Linked DNA regions of Sus scrofa: region 2 is linked to region 1. A link is a contact called in public HiChIP or PLAC-seq data. All regions are on one chromosome and are shown on one strand. The core of a region is the stretch at or near the end of the contact, and the rest is flanking DNA. Distances in the headings are between cores, read along the strand shown.

Evidence for each region. HiChIP or PLAC-seq counts read pairs in DNA pulled down with a chosen protein or histone mark.
Region 2: a contact with region 1 is called in an H3K27ac HiChIP or PLAC-seq map of skeletal muscle. The contact joins two enhancer-like sites. A contact is called at or near these places in 2 of 47 Hi-C or Micro-C datasets (both in embryonic fibroblasts) and 1 of 2 datasets of contacts at active chromatin or transcription factors (skeletal muscle).

The regions. Positions count from the first base shown.
Region 1 is chr14:131,653,368-131,660,873 of Sscrofa11.1, reverse strand. No RefSeq gene overlaps it. Among named protein-coding and RNA genes, the nearest start is that of NSMCE4A, 48 kb to the right of the region's middle. Within about 2 kb of position 4,938, at least 18 of the 83 cell types and tissues checked have an H3K27ac peak or open chromatin away from gene starts, as enhancers often do. A contact at or near this core is called in skeletal muscle, where this site is marked.
Region 2 is chr14:131,773,890-131,781,395 of Sscrofa11.1, reverse strand. The region is part of intron 1 of TACC2 (transforming acidic coiled-coil containing protein 2); the gene reads right to left. Among named protein-coding and RNA genes, the nearest start is that of TACC2, 7.6 kb to the right of the region's middle. Within about 2 kb of position 3,600, at least 21 of the 83 cell types and tissues checked have an H3K27ac peak or open chromatin away from gene starts, as enhancers often do. A contact at or near this core is called in skeletal muscle, where this site is marked.

The DNA of each region.
Region 1 (7,506 bases), core at 3,689-6,188:
ATGAAAACACACTTCCTCCCCCTGCCCCATGGGGGCAGTATTCAGCGGGAAACCTGAAAAAAAAACATGAAGAAAGGAAATGATGGGCCCTTGGAAGCAAGGCCATCCACTGACGTCCCAACCACACCGAGCATTGATCACCTTTTCTTTAACACCCACAATAAGCTTGTCGTCTGTTCAGACCAGTTTTTTAAACCAAGGCACAAACACTTAAAGCACAGTCAAGGAGTTCCCTGGTGGCTCAGTGGGTTAAGGATCTGGCATTGTCCCTGCTGTGGCATGGGTTCAGTCCCTAGCTTGGGAACTTCCACATGCTGCTGGCACGGCCAAAAAGCAAACTAAAATAAAAATATAAAACACAGTGAAAACTTCAAAGCACAGGGTAGTAAGAGATGAGGTGTTTTTAGAACTCAATTTAAATGATGCTCATTTAAGTCTGATGCAAATATCAGAGATGAGGAAAGGGCTTTTAGGAACTTCTGGCAGTATTTCCCAAAGAAGTGGCCCTCGTAGTTGTCTGTCCAGCAGTGTCCCTGAACCCTGACTCCCTGAAAACACACACACACACACACACACATCTTCCTCTGGGGCCAGATCTGCCTTCTAAAGAATTCTTCTGCCCACACCCTCTGTCCCTGAGGTTCTCATGGAAATGCTAGTTACGGTGTGTGACACCCCCGCCTATCAGGCTGTGGACAAGGCTCAGGTCAAGAGAGCTCCTTCCTTAAGACTCCCCCGAAGAGCCAGAGGGATGGAAACCTGGTGACTAGTTCTGAGGACTAAGAACGCAAGAGTCAGTGGCCGTGTGTTTCTAGCCACCGTGGAGGAAGGCAGCCTGCGGCAGGAGAGAACAAAGCCGGCAGGTGGCCCATCTGGTGTGTTTCCCTGAGCAGTTGGAGGCTTGTGTTCACCCAGTTGTGTCCAGAGGTAAAATATAAAAGATGCTTCAGGAGTTCCTGCTGTGGCCCAGCAGGCTGAGAGTCTGACATAGTGTCTGAGAGGATGTGGGTTTGATCCCTAGCCTCGCTCAGAGGGTTAAGGCATTGCTGCAAGCTGTGGCATAGGGGGCAGATGCAGCTTGGATCTGGCATTGCCATGGCTGTGGTTGTGGTGGAGGCTGGCAGCTGCTGCTCTGATTGGACCCCTAGCCTAGGAGCTTCCATATGCTTCAAGGCAACCGTTAACAAAAGCAAACAAGACAAAATAAAAAAACAGCTTCAAGGAATTCCCTCAGGGCCTAGTGGGTTAAGCATCCAGTGTTGTCACTGTGGTGGCTTGGATCACTGCTGTGGCGTGAGTTCAATCCCTGGCCCAGGAACTTCCGCTGCCAAGGGCATGGCCAAAAAAAAAAATGTTTCAGCTCTCAGGGGCTCATACATTCCTGTGCTAACAAAATAGCACAAGGAGAAAATCTTCATTCACCTTTGCTGAGACAGAAGGGAGGGAAAATAACAGCACAACAATAGTAAGAGCTTCCATTTACTGAACATTGGCCAAGGGCCAGGCACCAGGCCAGCAGCTGTCCGTGGAATCTTCACCACAAGCTTAGGAGGAGGAGGCTGCCTGTGTCCCTGTTTTAGAGCAGCGGCTTTGGGAGGGTAAGGATTTGGCCGAGATCCGTCGCAGCGGCGTCTGGATGGACCCGATTCCCTCTGACCACAAAGGCAGGGAAAGGCCTCCGTGCTGGACACCTTCAGTGGAGACAGACGGCTGGGCTGGCTCCTCAGCTGAGGGGGCCTTCGGACCCTAGGCTGGCCCAATGTCCCTGCTGGCTGAACCACGCCCTGGAATGAGATCCCCTGCCCTGTGCTGGGGCCTCAGTCTCCTGATCTGTGAATTCAGACCATCGTCCATAGGGCAGGGGCAAGACCGTACCAGCCTCAAATCACCGTCAATTCAGTCGCCGAAGTGTTCCTGACTCATCTGAGGAAGGATATCTACACAGTGTTATTACTTTTGGATGCCCGATTTAAAATTATTGCTATGGGAGTTCCCTGGCAACCTAGCAGGTTAAGGACTTGGCATTGTCCCCACTGTGGCTTGGGGTCGATCCCAGGCCCAAGAACTTCTGCATGCTTCAGGCATGGCCAAAAAGAAATGAATTCATTAAAAATAAAGGGGGTGGAGTTCCCCTCGTGGCTCAGCAGAAACAAATCTGACTAGCATCCATGAGGACGCAGATTCAATCCCTGGCCTTGCTCAGTGGGTTAAGGATCCAGGATTGCTGTGAGCTGTGGTGTGGGTTGCAGACACGGCTCGGATCCCACGTTGCTGTGGCTGCGTGTAGGCTGGTGGCTACAGCTCAGATTCGACCCCTAGCCTGGGAACTTCCATATGCCGTGGGTACAGCCCTAAAAAAAAGGGGACAAAAAATAAAATTAAATTAAAAAATTAAAAAATAAAGGGGCTGTAAATCTTATAATAAGGACAACTTTCTATTTAAATAACCTTTTTCACTATGATAACTCCAGAATCACCATAGAGAGTGAGTGACATTTTCACATCAGGGTCCTGCATTTTTAAAATCGTAGCCAATTCCTACGTGTCTAACTGCCAGGCAGGCGGCCTCAGCTCCAAACACCTCCCGTGGACCAGGCTTCCTTTCTATCACCACATTGTCTGCAAATAATTCAACAGATAGATCTCCCAGTTTTTATTCCCTGATCGAGGTTACTTTAAAGTAATTCTGGAAATTACTGATGTGTCTAACAGCCCAGACAGAGGCAGATCTTTGCTGTAGCCAAATGGTGGGGGGGTCGGGGAGACCACGTGCTAAATTTCCTCGGGCAAAGGAAATACAACAAGGGCTTAGATTTGTCTTTAGGGAGAAATAGGGTAGGCTTCTCTTACTTTTGAGTCCTGCCTCTTCTCCTAACAGAAAGCTAATCTTCCAGAAGAATAGCCGTTCTCTACAGCAAAAACACACGAGGATGGAGTTAAAATAAAGGCCTCAGGAAACACACACTGCACTTTGCAAAGCTATGTCACATCCTCTGCTTCTCACAAAATCCCTGGGTGCTACGCAGGCAGGGAAAATAGTGTTTTCCATTTTGCAGATGAGAAACCGAGGGTTGGGTATTGGATTGCAGTCTTAAAGTCAATACTCTTTGCAAAGTAATAATAACACCCAACACCCACAGAGCACATATTCTGGTGTGTAGCAAACTTATTGCTCTAAGCATGTTCTATGTGCCAAGCCCAGGTAACCCTGCTTTTCAAGTTTGCTTTATAGCACTTCTCTTTTATGAAAGATCTGTACTAGTACCAGTTTTCCCTAACCACAAGAAATTCCAAGATGATTTTTGCTTTTATGAAAAAAAGACAAAAAGCAAAAACAGCATTCAACATTTGTTTTGCAGTGAAGCTCGCCTAGAGGCAGCGTGGACCCCCAACAGCAGCAAGAGGGGGCTGGCCAAGATCCTGCCCCAGGAACCACACTCAACATCTCAGCATCAAGCCACCATAGCTTTGAACTGCATCTGTGAGCATCTGTGCTTTATTTTGATCTATTTTGCGCAATCTTTAGGAAGTGTCCTGGGGTATTGCTTCTTCCCTTTAAGGCATTTCAGCTTGCTAAAGATTTCCCAGGAATGCTTTCCTTTTGATAGCTAGTGGAGAGCAGGGGAATCTTTTTCTTTTCTTTTTTTTTTGGTCTTTTTGTCTTTTTAGGGCCAAACTCGCCACATATGGAGGTTCCCAGGCTAGGACCCAATCAGAGTTGTAGCCGCTGGCCTACACCACAGCCACAGCAACTCGGGATCCAAGCCGAGTCTGAGACCTACACCACAGCTCAAGGCAATGCCAAGTCCTTAAGCCATTGAGCGAGGCCAGGGACCGAACCGGCATCCTCATGGATGCCATTCGGGTTCGCTAACCGCTGAGCCACGAGGGGAGCTCCTCTTTTGCTTTTCAATGCTTTACATATTTAAACTCATTCAATCCTTACGACAACCCTATTTTACCAGGATCACGTAGCCCAGAGGGGTTAAGCTACGTGCCCCAAATCACACAGCTTAGAAATGGTGACGCCAGAACTTGGACCCAGATCATTTGGCTCCAGAATCTGTGCCCTTGACCCCTACCTTGCGCTGCCTCACCAGGCAGTGGAAATAATTGCCTATGATTCCTGCCATCTTCCTGCCATGCTCCGAGGAACTAAAACAACTGGACACTTGGTACAGAAGCCCAGAGTCAATGCCCAGAATAGCCCCTGGCACCGAGAGGCATTCCACAGATATTTGTTGAATGTATGAAAAATAGATTATTTCTGTTTAGTCTGCAGCCACTTGTGCACATCAAGGGAAGCACTCTTGGTCCTTAGAGCTCTGGTTTCTGCCGCGCATCCTACAGGACCTTCGAGTATCCCTGTCCGGTATCCCTGTCCTAGCATCAGTTCGAAGCCCTGCTGCTTACAAACTCCAAGGGGTCTGTTGTGTCAACAGGCGTTACTACAAAACAGCATGCATTTCTAAAGTTACCCCTTATGCTGGCAAATAGCAGGCTAGGAAAAAAAAAAAAATTTGGCAGTTCTCCATGTGACAAACTGACTTGTTCAGTTGCTTCTTCAAATCTTGCCTTTGCTGCCACGGCTTGAGTCAACAAACAGCCTTTGTTTGGCTCAGGAATACTCCAGAGCCCTGGGTCTATTTTAAAACAATCTTCAAACAGTCATGGCAACTTTCCCATCCTGAGAAAATATACTTTATCAAGAGCTAAAGTGTTTCACCATTAAAGAAGAAAAATCCCCCCGGCCTTACCTCTTCGGTATGCCCCATCGCTCTGGACCACTGCTTATTGGTCATGCCAGTCAAGAGGCTTAATTAACATGGTTAGATCAGGACCAGCGAGTCTTTGCCAAATCGCCCACTCTTGGAATGAGCTTCTTGGGAGCAGTGAGGACTGCAGGTGAATGCTGGGAAGTAGACCAAAGGTCATCCCCATGGCATTGGGAGTCGGGTTTCGGAAGCAACTGCCAGGCTGCCAAATATGGAGGAGGAGAACACGTGTTCTGTGCTGGGCCCTCTTCCCTGTCAAGGGGAAACAAATGCCTGGACCAATTCTGCTGGATCATCCCAAACCTTTCGTTTCACTTGCTCCTCTAGCGGACACTTTGTCAGGCCAAGAAAAGGGAGGCCACAGGGTGGCATTTTAGGCTTCCCCGAATGGAACCCTTTCTCATGTGACACAGAGCAAAGGGTAGGAAAAATGAGCACGCTTGGGAGTCCGAGAGAGCTGGGTTTGAATCCCCACTCTTCCCTTAAAAGGTGGACCAGATAAGAACATTGGGTGTGCATTGGGCTTTTGGCGATTCTGCCTCCCCTCTAGGAAGGGCTGGCGGAGCCTAGGTTCAAGGTTGACACAGAAGATTTAAAAAGATACGATGTAAAATACTAATGTGGGGGGAAGACGGGGGAAGAGTAAAATTCTCTGTACTATCTTTGCAACTTTTCTGTAAGTCGGAAAATATTTCCAAATAAAGGGTTTAATGAGAATAAAAGAGTCATGGTTCCTCCCCTCATGGACCTTACAGTTTAGTGAATGAACGAGAGATAACAGTCAATAAATGATATTTCTCTCCCCTTCCTCAAAAGCATCTCCATCAAAGTGATCAAAACCCTCAAAGGACCAGGACCTCAAAGATGCCAGAGTTGACATGTTCTGACGTCTTGAGTCCATGGGGAAAGGCAAACCTATGAGGCTTCAAAAACACTGCTGAATATTAATGTCTAATTATCACAACATTGTAAATCAACTCTACTTCAATAAAACTTTTAAAAAATGATTAAAAGATATTGGTCCTGTGTGTGTTTAACATTTTAGAAAAACATGATTTAAAGAGGACTGGATGGGGTCAGAAAACCCAAATCATTTCACCTTTTGGAAACAAGTTCTTTGTCTATAAAATGGGGACCCCAGTCACTGGCCTGCCTGCCTCAGTGGGTGATGACAGCACTTTGTCAATAGGCCAAAAAAATTTCAAAAAAAAAAAGGCCATCCAAGTGGAAGCAAGTCACTTACTCAAAGAGTTGGTGTTGTCAGGATGGCCTATAATGTCCTGTGATTTTTTTTTTCTGCTTGATTGTACTTGAAATGCAGATAAAACCTTATTTTCTGATCCTCCAGAATTCCCATGTCTATTATTTTCATGCTAAAGCAGCCTGAGGCTTGATGTGAAAAGAAGAGTGCAGGAAGCTAGGTATAGTGGTTCAAAGCTAAGGTTTAGTGTTTATTTAGCCATAAGCCTTCAGGCTCTGTCCCTCCAGTATCATATTTGGAAAAAAGGGATCATATTTACAAGGTTTTTTTTTTCCCCTTTTTAATGGCCACACCCAAGGCATCTGGAAGTTCCCAGGCCAGGGACTGAATCTAAGCTTCAGCTACAGCAACGCTAGACCCTTAACCACTACAGTGGGCTAGGAATTGAACCTGTGCCTCCGAAGCTACCCAAGCCACTGCAGTCAGATTCTTAACCCACTGCACCACAGTGGGAACTCCTACAAGGTTGCTTCTAAGGATAATTAAAATAATGCATGTAGCACAAGGCTAGATCATAGCAGATGCTCATATATGCTTGTTGTTATGATTATATAAACAAAACCGATTCAGAACTCATTAACTAAGAGCCCCAGTGCCTATCTCAGCTTAGAGCTGAAACAGTTAATCAGATTCTTCAGAAAATGCATCTGGCCAAACCTGGAGCATGCAGTTCACAAACTTGAATAATCACTCCAGCGAAAATTAGCACCAACCCTCTGGGCTGGGCGATCAGACGTCATAATAAAGGAGCTTTCTCCACTGTTATTGGCATTGACTTCATGCTGTTTAATTGTCTTTGTTCAATTTCTTTCTCATTAAACCCAGTTAAACCATCCCAAGTGCCATCTACTGCCCATAGGCTATTAGAAGATGCTGTTCTGCCAGTGCTGGTCTAAGGCTGTTGTAATGTTGAGCTCCTGGGGTTCCTGGGGAAATAGGGAAGCTATCTCCAAGTTGAACTTGGGGCCCCCAACATTTAAACAACACACACCCATACTCTGGACCATTTATCTAGAAGCAAAATAATAACCACACAGTGCCTGAGCCACAGCTGCCCTCAGCCTGCAAAAACATGCCCAGGAATGGCTCACATAGCACAGATTCTCCCGTCCTCCTGGTCCTCTGTTCCTGGGATGTCAGAGAATTCCACACTCTGAAGCCACAGGGCTGAGGTCGCCTTCCGGAATGAACCTCCAGCCCAGCTGCCTCTTGGACCCTGAGCCAGGGCCAGAAAGACTTGTGCTGATGAGGTCTGAGTGGTGGCACCAACCTGCTCACGATCCTCCTGATCCCGTTTCCTGCTCATCCTTCAGCTCCCTGGACAGCCTTCCTGAACATCCAGGGTCAGGTGTCTTTACACCTGTCTTCTCGACATGCCTCTAATTGAAAATCCTTCCACCCAGCCCCAACCCCCGCGACTTAAACTGCAGAAACACGCAGACAATGGAACTGCTTTAAAAGAGTTTTCTT
Region 2 (7,506 bases), core at 2,351-4,850, 120 kb before region 1:
TGAGCACAGAACGGGAAATATAATATGCCAACCCAGGAGAGTGGGCACAGAGAGCGGACCAGCAGGGCTCAGGAGCCCCCTTCGGAGCAGGCTGGTTCTGGGGTTTAGCACCTTCTTTTCCACTTCACAGGCACTAAGGGCTTTTCTTGTAATAAACAGTGTAGCTGGGCGCTTGCTACTAACGTATCCTCCTACACGACCTATGGGAACGTCGGCGTTTTCTCCCATAGACTGCATAGAACTTATGCTCTATTCAAACAAAAAGCCAGGAACACTTCGGGTATCGATGCTTCACATATGTTCTCTTTCTTTTTTTTGTCTTTTCGCCTTTTCTAGGGCCACACCCACGGCATATGGAGGTTCCCAGGCGAGGGGTCGAATCGGAGCCGTAGCCACCGGCCTACACCAGAGCCACAGCAATGCGAGATCCGAGCCGCATCTGCAACTTACACCACAGCTCATGGCAACGCTGGATCCTTAACCCACTGAGCAAGCCCAGGGATCGAACCCGCAACCTCATGGTTCCTAGTCGGATTTGTTAACCACTGAGCCACGATGGGAACTCCTATGTTCTCTTTCTTATGTGCAGAATTCTTCTACAACAGAGCGGGATGGGGTGTTAACCCCATTTCATGGATATCATAATGGAGGCTCTGAAAGCCGATGATCCCGAGGGCAGACTGAGCCTGCAATGCCTCATGTGAGTGTATATATATATTCTTTTTCAGATTCTTCTCCATTGCAGGTTATTACAAGATATTGAACATAGTTCCCTGTGCCATACAGTAGGTTCTTGTTGGTTATCCATTTTATATTTAATACTGTGTACATGTTAACCCCAAACTCTTTTTTTTTCCATTTTATTGTTTTAGGTCCGCACCCGCAGCATATGGAGGTTCTCAGGCCAGGGGTCGAATGGAAGCTTCAGCTGCTGGCCTACACCACAGCCACAGCAACACAGGATCCCAACCAAGTCTGCGACCTACACCACACACAGCTCACGGCAATGCGGATCCTTAACCCACTGAGCGAGGCCAGGGATCAAACCTGTGTCCTCACGGTCAGATTCATTGCTACTGAGCCACGACAGGAAGGAACACCCTAAGCACAAACTCTTAATGTATCTCTCCCCCTCCCCCTTTTTCTTTAGGTCAGTTTGAAGGTTTGGCTTTTCTTTTCTTTTCTTTGTCTTTGTCTTTTTAGGGCTGCACCTACAGCACATGGAGGTTCCCAGGCCAGGGGTCAAATCAGAGCTGCAGGTACTGGCCTACACCATAGCCACAGCAACGCCAGATCTGAGGCACATCTGTGACCTATGCTGCACCTTGCAGCAATGCCAAATCCTTGACCCACTGAGGGAAGCCAGGAATCGAACCCAAATCCTCACGGAGACAACATCGGGTTCTTAACCCACTGAGCCACAACAGGAACTTCTGAAGTTTTGCTTTTTCATCTGCCAGCAAAGTTGTCGAGCTGAGGCCACAGGCAAAGCCCTTTAAAGGAAGAGACACACTCTGAATACCAAAGAGTCCAGCTGGACCCTTGCACCCCCTCCCCTGCAGCTGCCTCTTGCACAGCCTGGGGGCACTTCTGCCTTTTCCTTCTCCCCCGGGAGCAGGGTTCCTTGGAGACACCAATGCGGAGAGGGAAGAGCTCGCATCCCCAGCTGTGTGCCTTCCAGGGGAGCATCCTCAAGGCCAATCTTTCTCCCCTGGAGCATTAAAGGAAATGAACAGTCACAGGATCCTCTCCAAACAAACTTGGGCCGGGAAATTCCACGCAAGACCTACATGGGTGCAGATGTTTTCCCTAAAGTCAAGCCAGCCTCTCCTGCCTTCTTCCTGGAGGGAAAATACTTCCAGACAGTGCCTTTAAAGCAGAACAATGAACAATTAGCAAGTTCCACTGGGGCCCTGATGAACCGGCAAAGAAGAGTAACTCTCAGAAGCTGGAGGCCCCTTTGATCCAGACTGAGGTCCCAGAGACCCAGATCTGAGCCCCATTAAAATATTGTGGGGGGGGCACCTGCAGAAAGCACACAACTGCCTGGGTGGCATCCAGATTGGCAAATCTCAGGGTGACGTGCTCCCCCAGCAACAACACAGAGACGCTTAATAAATGTCAAGCTTCAACCAAGACGAATTTCAGCCACCCCTCACTCCCCAAGACAGGAAACACCCGCTTCCCTTGGAAAGTGACTTCTAGAACATCCCTGAGATGATGAAAAGAATCAGAAAAAAAAAAAAAATTTTTTTAAAGGCCCTTTAGGGCACAGACCTAAGCTAAGACTCAAGGAAGGGCCTGGACTAAGAAGGGCCTTGTCAGTCTTTTTTTTTTTTCTTTTTAGCTGCCCTGCAGCATATAGAGTTCTCAGGCCAGGGATCAATCCGAGCTGCAGGCTGCAGCAAAACCAGATCCTTCAACCCACTAGGCCGGGCCGGGAATCGAACCTTGTCCTGGTGCTGCCGAGACGCCGCCGATCCCGTTGCGCCACAGCAGGAGCTCCTTGTCAGTCATCTTCATCCCCAAATAGACTACCCACTACATTTCCTCACTGGGGAGAGAAAATGCCATGTAAGCTGTTTATGTCTCTGCCCTGGGAGGACACCTCTGACTGAAGCTTTACCAAATGACACAGTGTATCTAAATATATTTTTTAGCAAATTGAAAGTTAAAGGGAAAAGATTAAAATGACGACCTGACACAGTTTGAGTAATGACCAGCAGGACAGGTCTGGGTGCTATTTCAGAACTGATGTGCTCCTGGGATTTCGAACGAACTTTCCGTTAAGAGAAAGCCCTTGGGAATATCCAAAATCCTGATGTTTGCAGCTCTAAAACTCTCAGACGCTGGAGCTCCACAAACACCTTGAAGGAAATGAAGCTGGGATGCTGACGGCAAACTGGGCCCAGCCATCAGCCCCCTAAGGCCATAGAGCTGCTAGGATCTGCCTCTTAGCAGGACTGGAGCAAACCTTGGGCAGAAGGGCTGCCCGCCCCCACCCCCGCCTCCACCCCACCATCGCCGGCCCAGAGCCAGTAGCTGCTGCTGCTTCCATTTAAGGAGAAAGCGGAGGAAACAGTGAAAGCTGCAAATGCAGAGGAAACAGCCCTTCTAAATAAGGAGGGCTGGCAGGTACAAAACCCGCAGGAAGTCCACCTCTTCAACAGGTAATTTACTGCACAGCCAGGAGATGCATTGTGCAGAAGGCCCACCTTCCGGGCCCCAGGAGCCAGGAGAGGGCTAAGAACGAGAGAACAAAGGTAATTTGCTGCTCACAGCACTGCCCCAGCCTCCCCCTAAGCCTCCGCACTGCCAGCCCACCGCCTTATCTACCCAGCAAGGAGCAGCTTCCTCGGCCAAGGAGATGCAGGTGGGGAGGAGAGACCAGCTAAGCGATGGAGAGGCAGCCTCGGGCGCACAGAAATTTAGGGGAAAAAAAAAAATCGATGTCTCAGAGGAGCAAACTCTCCAGGAGGGGAGGGAGGGGGCTGCTGTGCCTGAGAAGGGGAGGGGCTCCAACAGTTACCTGGGCAACCTGCAGCTTGCAATGCATTCTGGGACACGCGGAAGGAGCAGTTGGGCAGGGACCTGCTTCCTTTAACCCAGGGCACCCGCAGGATCCTGCGCTGCCACACGGTGGCGACAGGCAGGCCAAGCTCTGAACTGGCTGTGGGTCAAGTCACACAGAACCTTAATGCCAGGGGTCCAGCCAAGCCTCTCCCTGCCCCTCCAAATCCTCGACCGCCAGGCCTCTTAGCATAGCTCGGTGTGGAGCAGATATGCCTAGGATTCTTTTTGCTAGTAATTCATCCATTCACACATGCATTCATTCAAAGAAATATTTGCTGAGCACCTAGCATGTGCCAGGCCCTGTGCTAGGCATGGGGGACATGGGCATAAACAAGCAGAACGTCTTCTTACAGCTCACACTGCAATGAGAACAGTTAAAGAGACAAAGCAAATAACTACACGTCGTATTGAGCTTTCTGAAGAATTCAAACAAAAGAATGATAATGCGGAGCTTGCCATGCACGACTATTTTTATTTAAATTAAATACAATTAAAGATTCAGTTTCATGGAGTTCCTGTCGTGGCGCAGTGGTTAACGAATCCGACTAGGAACCATGAGATTGTGGGTTCGGTCCCTGGCCTTGCTCAGTGGGTTAAGGATCCGGCGTTGCTGTGAGCTGTGGTGTAGGTTGCAGACGCGGCTCGGATCCCGCGTTGCTGTGGCTCTGGCGTAGGCCGGTGGCTACAGCTCGGATTAGGCCCCTAGCCTGGGAACCTCCATATGCCATGGGAGCGGCCGCAGAAATAGCAAAAAAAAAAAAAAAAAAAAAAAGAGAGAGAGAGATTCAGTTTCTTGGTGTTCCTGCTGTGATGTAGTGGGTTAGGAATCCTACTGCAGCGGCTCAAGACTCCTACTGCAGCAGCTGGAGACACTGCGCAGGCACAGGTTTGATCCCTGGCCCAGCGCAGGGGGTTAAAAGGATCTGGCGTAGCCATAGCTGCAGCTCAGATTCAGTCCCTGGCCTGGGAACCTCCATATGCCAAGGGTCTGGCCATTTAAAAAAAGAAAAGAAAAAAAAAAAAGATTTTCAGTTTATCAAATGTACTACCCACATTTAGAGTACTCAACAGCCAGGTGTGGCTAGTGGCTATCCTACGGGACAATGCAGATTATATGAACTTTCCATCATCAAGATTCTACTGGACAGCACTGGAGAGTAAAGGCAGGACAACCTGCTGTGAATCGAAGCTGGAGAAGCAGCCGGCCATGCCAGCCTGGAGCAGAAGGCCTTCTGGGCAGCTTACAGCATGTGCCAAGGCTCTGGGGCACATGGGCACTGTCTGTTCAAAGAACACAAGTGACCAGTGTGCCCGTAGGCTCTGACGGGCATTTGGATTTTAGACTAAAAGCAATGGAACGCAGACACTGGAAAGAACCATAATCTGAACTGTTTCAGGAAGAAGGGAGACGAAGGAAAAGGCGAAGGCAAAACCTGACTATCGGGTTTCTAGTCGGAGCAGCTGGGGGGTAGGGCGCCATGTGCTCACATGGGGAGCTGGGGTGGGGACTGGCTTCCTTTATATGCTTTTTGGGGGTTTGTTTGTTTGTTTTTGAAATAAGCAAGGTCATCAGTTCCATTTTGGACACATTAAGCCTGAGTGCTCCATGAGAAACCCAAGAGGAAAAACAAAGTCAGCAGCTGGATATGTGGTTCTCAGATGAGAGGGATGAAGATAAATCGGAGCATTCTCCATACATAATAGTAATTAAATCCATGGTCAGATGTCTTAGAGAAAAATAAACAAAGAAGGTGGCCAGGCCAAAGACTTGAGGACCCTTGCGTGGATAAATGGCCATGAGATTGTGAGGGGAGGGGACACGGGTCCAAGGCCTGAAGGATCAGGTGCCAGCAAAGTACAACTCACTCCCTGTTTTTGTAACTCGAACCTCACTGGGACACTGATAGGCTCAACCACTGTCTACCGCTGCTTTCACTCTCACAGCAACGTTGAGTTGTTGCAACAGAGACGGTACAGCCTACAAAGCCTAATGGGTTTACTATCTGACCCTTTGTAAAAAGTTTGCTGATCCCTTGATTCAAGCCACGCGGGGACCTCAGCCTCCTTACCTATAAAAATCCTGCCTCTTCATAGGAGCAGTGGATGTAATATTTCTATACTGGAAACCACCTGAGTCTACTCAGCGAGACTAAGAGGAAGAGCTTTTCACTCTCAGCTTCGACTCCGCAGCATCCTGCTCTGTTTCCACATTTGGTGAAGGCAAACGGCACCTACCCGCTCTCTAGACACAACTGCTTAAGTGAATCTGTAAATATAAACAGAGCCAGTGTCATCCAAGCCCCTGCTTGCGACGCAGAATGAATGTCTATGAGCAGCTCTGAGTCCGTTCCTACGGCCAACCAGTTTCCCCCAGACCCCGGTCCAACCTGACACACAAGCACGGTTTTCATGCAACAACTGCTTGCAATGCCTAAGTCCTCATCCTTAATCTGAGGGGAAAAGGACGGAATTGTTCAACATCCTTACCCCGGAACACTGCCCCAGCTCAGGCAACCCATCTGGCAGGAACAGCCAATCACATTTCAGGCTAAAATGGTTCCTAGGCAACCAAAAAACTACAGCCACAGACACAGGCTGCAGAAGGCGGAAAGAAACATGAAGATGGGGGCAGAGGGTCAATGGGGAGAGTGGCCCAGGACCCAGTGACCTGGATGTAATGCTACCCAGAGTCACTTAATCAATTCCCCAGTCCTAGCTGCTCACCCCACCATCAGCAGATGCCCTGTCCCAGGGCCCCAACAGAAAGGGGTACATAGGAGTTCCCATTGTGGCGCAGTGGTTAACGAATCCGACTAGGAACCATGAGGTTGCGGGTTCGATCCCTGCCCTTGCTCAGTGGGTTAAGGATCCGGCGTTGCCTTGAGCTGTGGTGTAGGTTGCAGTCGCGGCTCGGATCCCACGTTGCTGTGGCTGTGGTGTAGGTCAGCAGCTACAGCTCCGATTCAACCCCTAGCCTGGGAACCTCCATATGCCACAGGAGCGGCACTAGAAAAGGCAAAAAGCCAAAAAAAAAAAAAAAAGAAAAAGAAAGAAAGGGGTAGCATGGCCCCTTGGACAATTGGCAGCTACCTGGAAGGCCCCAGAATGTTCCTGCCTTCAGCTACCTTAGAGAAAGCCAGCACATAAGCCCCAGAGAAAAGGGCCAGGCTTCTTCTGGACACGGGTACCTGGCCACAAGGCCCACGATGAAGATACTAAGAAATGATAACCCAGGAAAAGGCACCTGCTATAGGCTCAATGCTTGGTCCCCCTAAAATTTGTATGTTGATACTCTAACTCCCAATGTGACAGTTAAGAGGTGGGGATTTGGGGAAGTGATAAGGTCATGAGGGTGGAGCCTTTTAAGGGCTTTCGTGCCCTTGTAAAAAAAAGACACGTGCGAACTTGCTTTTCTCTCTTTCTTCCTCTCTCTCTTTCACCGCCTTGTGAGGACAAGGCGGCGTCTAAAAACCAGGAATTACTACACAGTGGATCTGCCCACACGCTGATCTTGGATGTCCCAATCGCCAGAAGGACCAGAAATAAATACCTGTCGTTTAAACCACCGCATCTGTGGCATTTTTGTAATCACAACCTGAACTAAGCATCTTCAGGACTCAGACAACTCCTGTTCTACAGACAACTTTGCAGCTTATTCAGTTTCAGGGGGAAGAAAAAAAAATGGCTCATCATGTTGTCCCGTGACAATATCCAAAGCGAAATGTGCTTCTAGGAACTGAGAAGCCCCCGTTCGGAATGTTGTCATTTAAGCTAAACGACTTAGCCAAGGGTCTCCTTAAGAAACAAGGCTTTGAAAGAGATCCTATGAGACCTAAAGAAAGATCCTGCCAGGAGCCCCAGTGGCCCTTTAGGGACTTCAGAGCCACTGACATGCTGGCAATTTGCAGGCACAGATCCTTCCTGCTTTTGCCG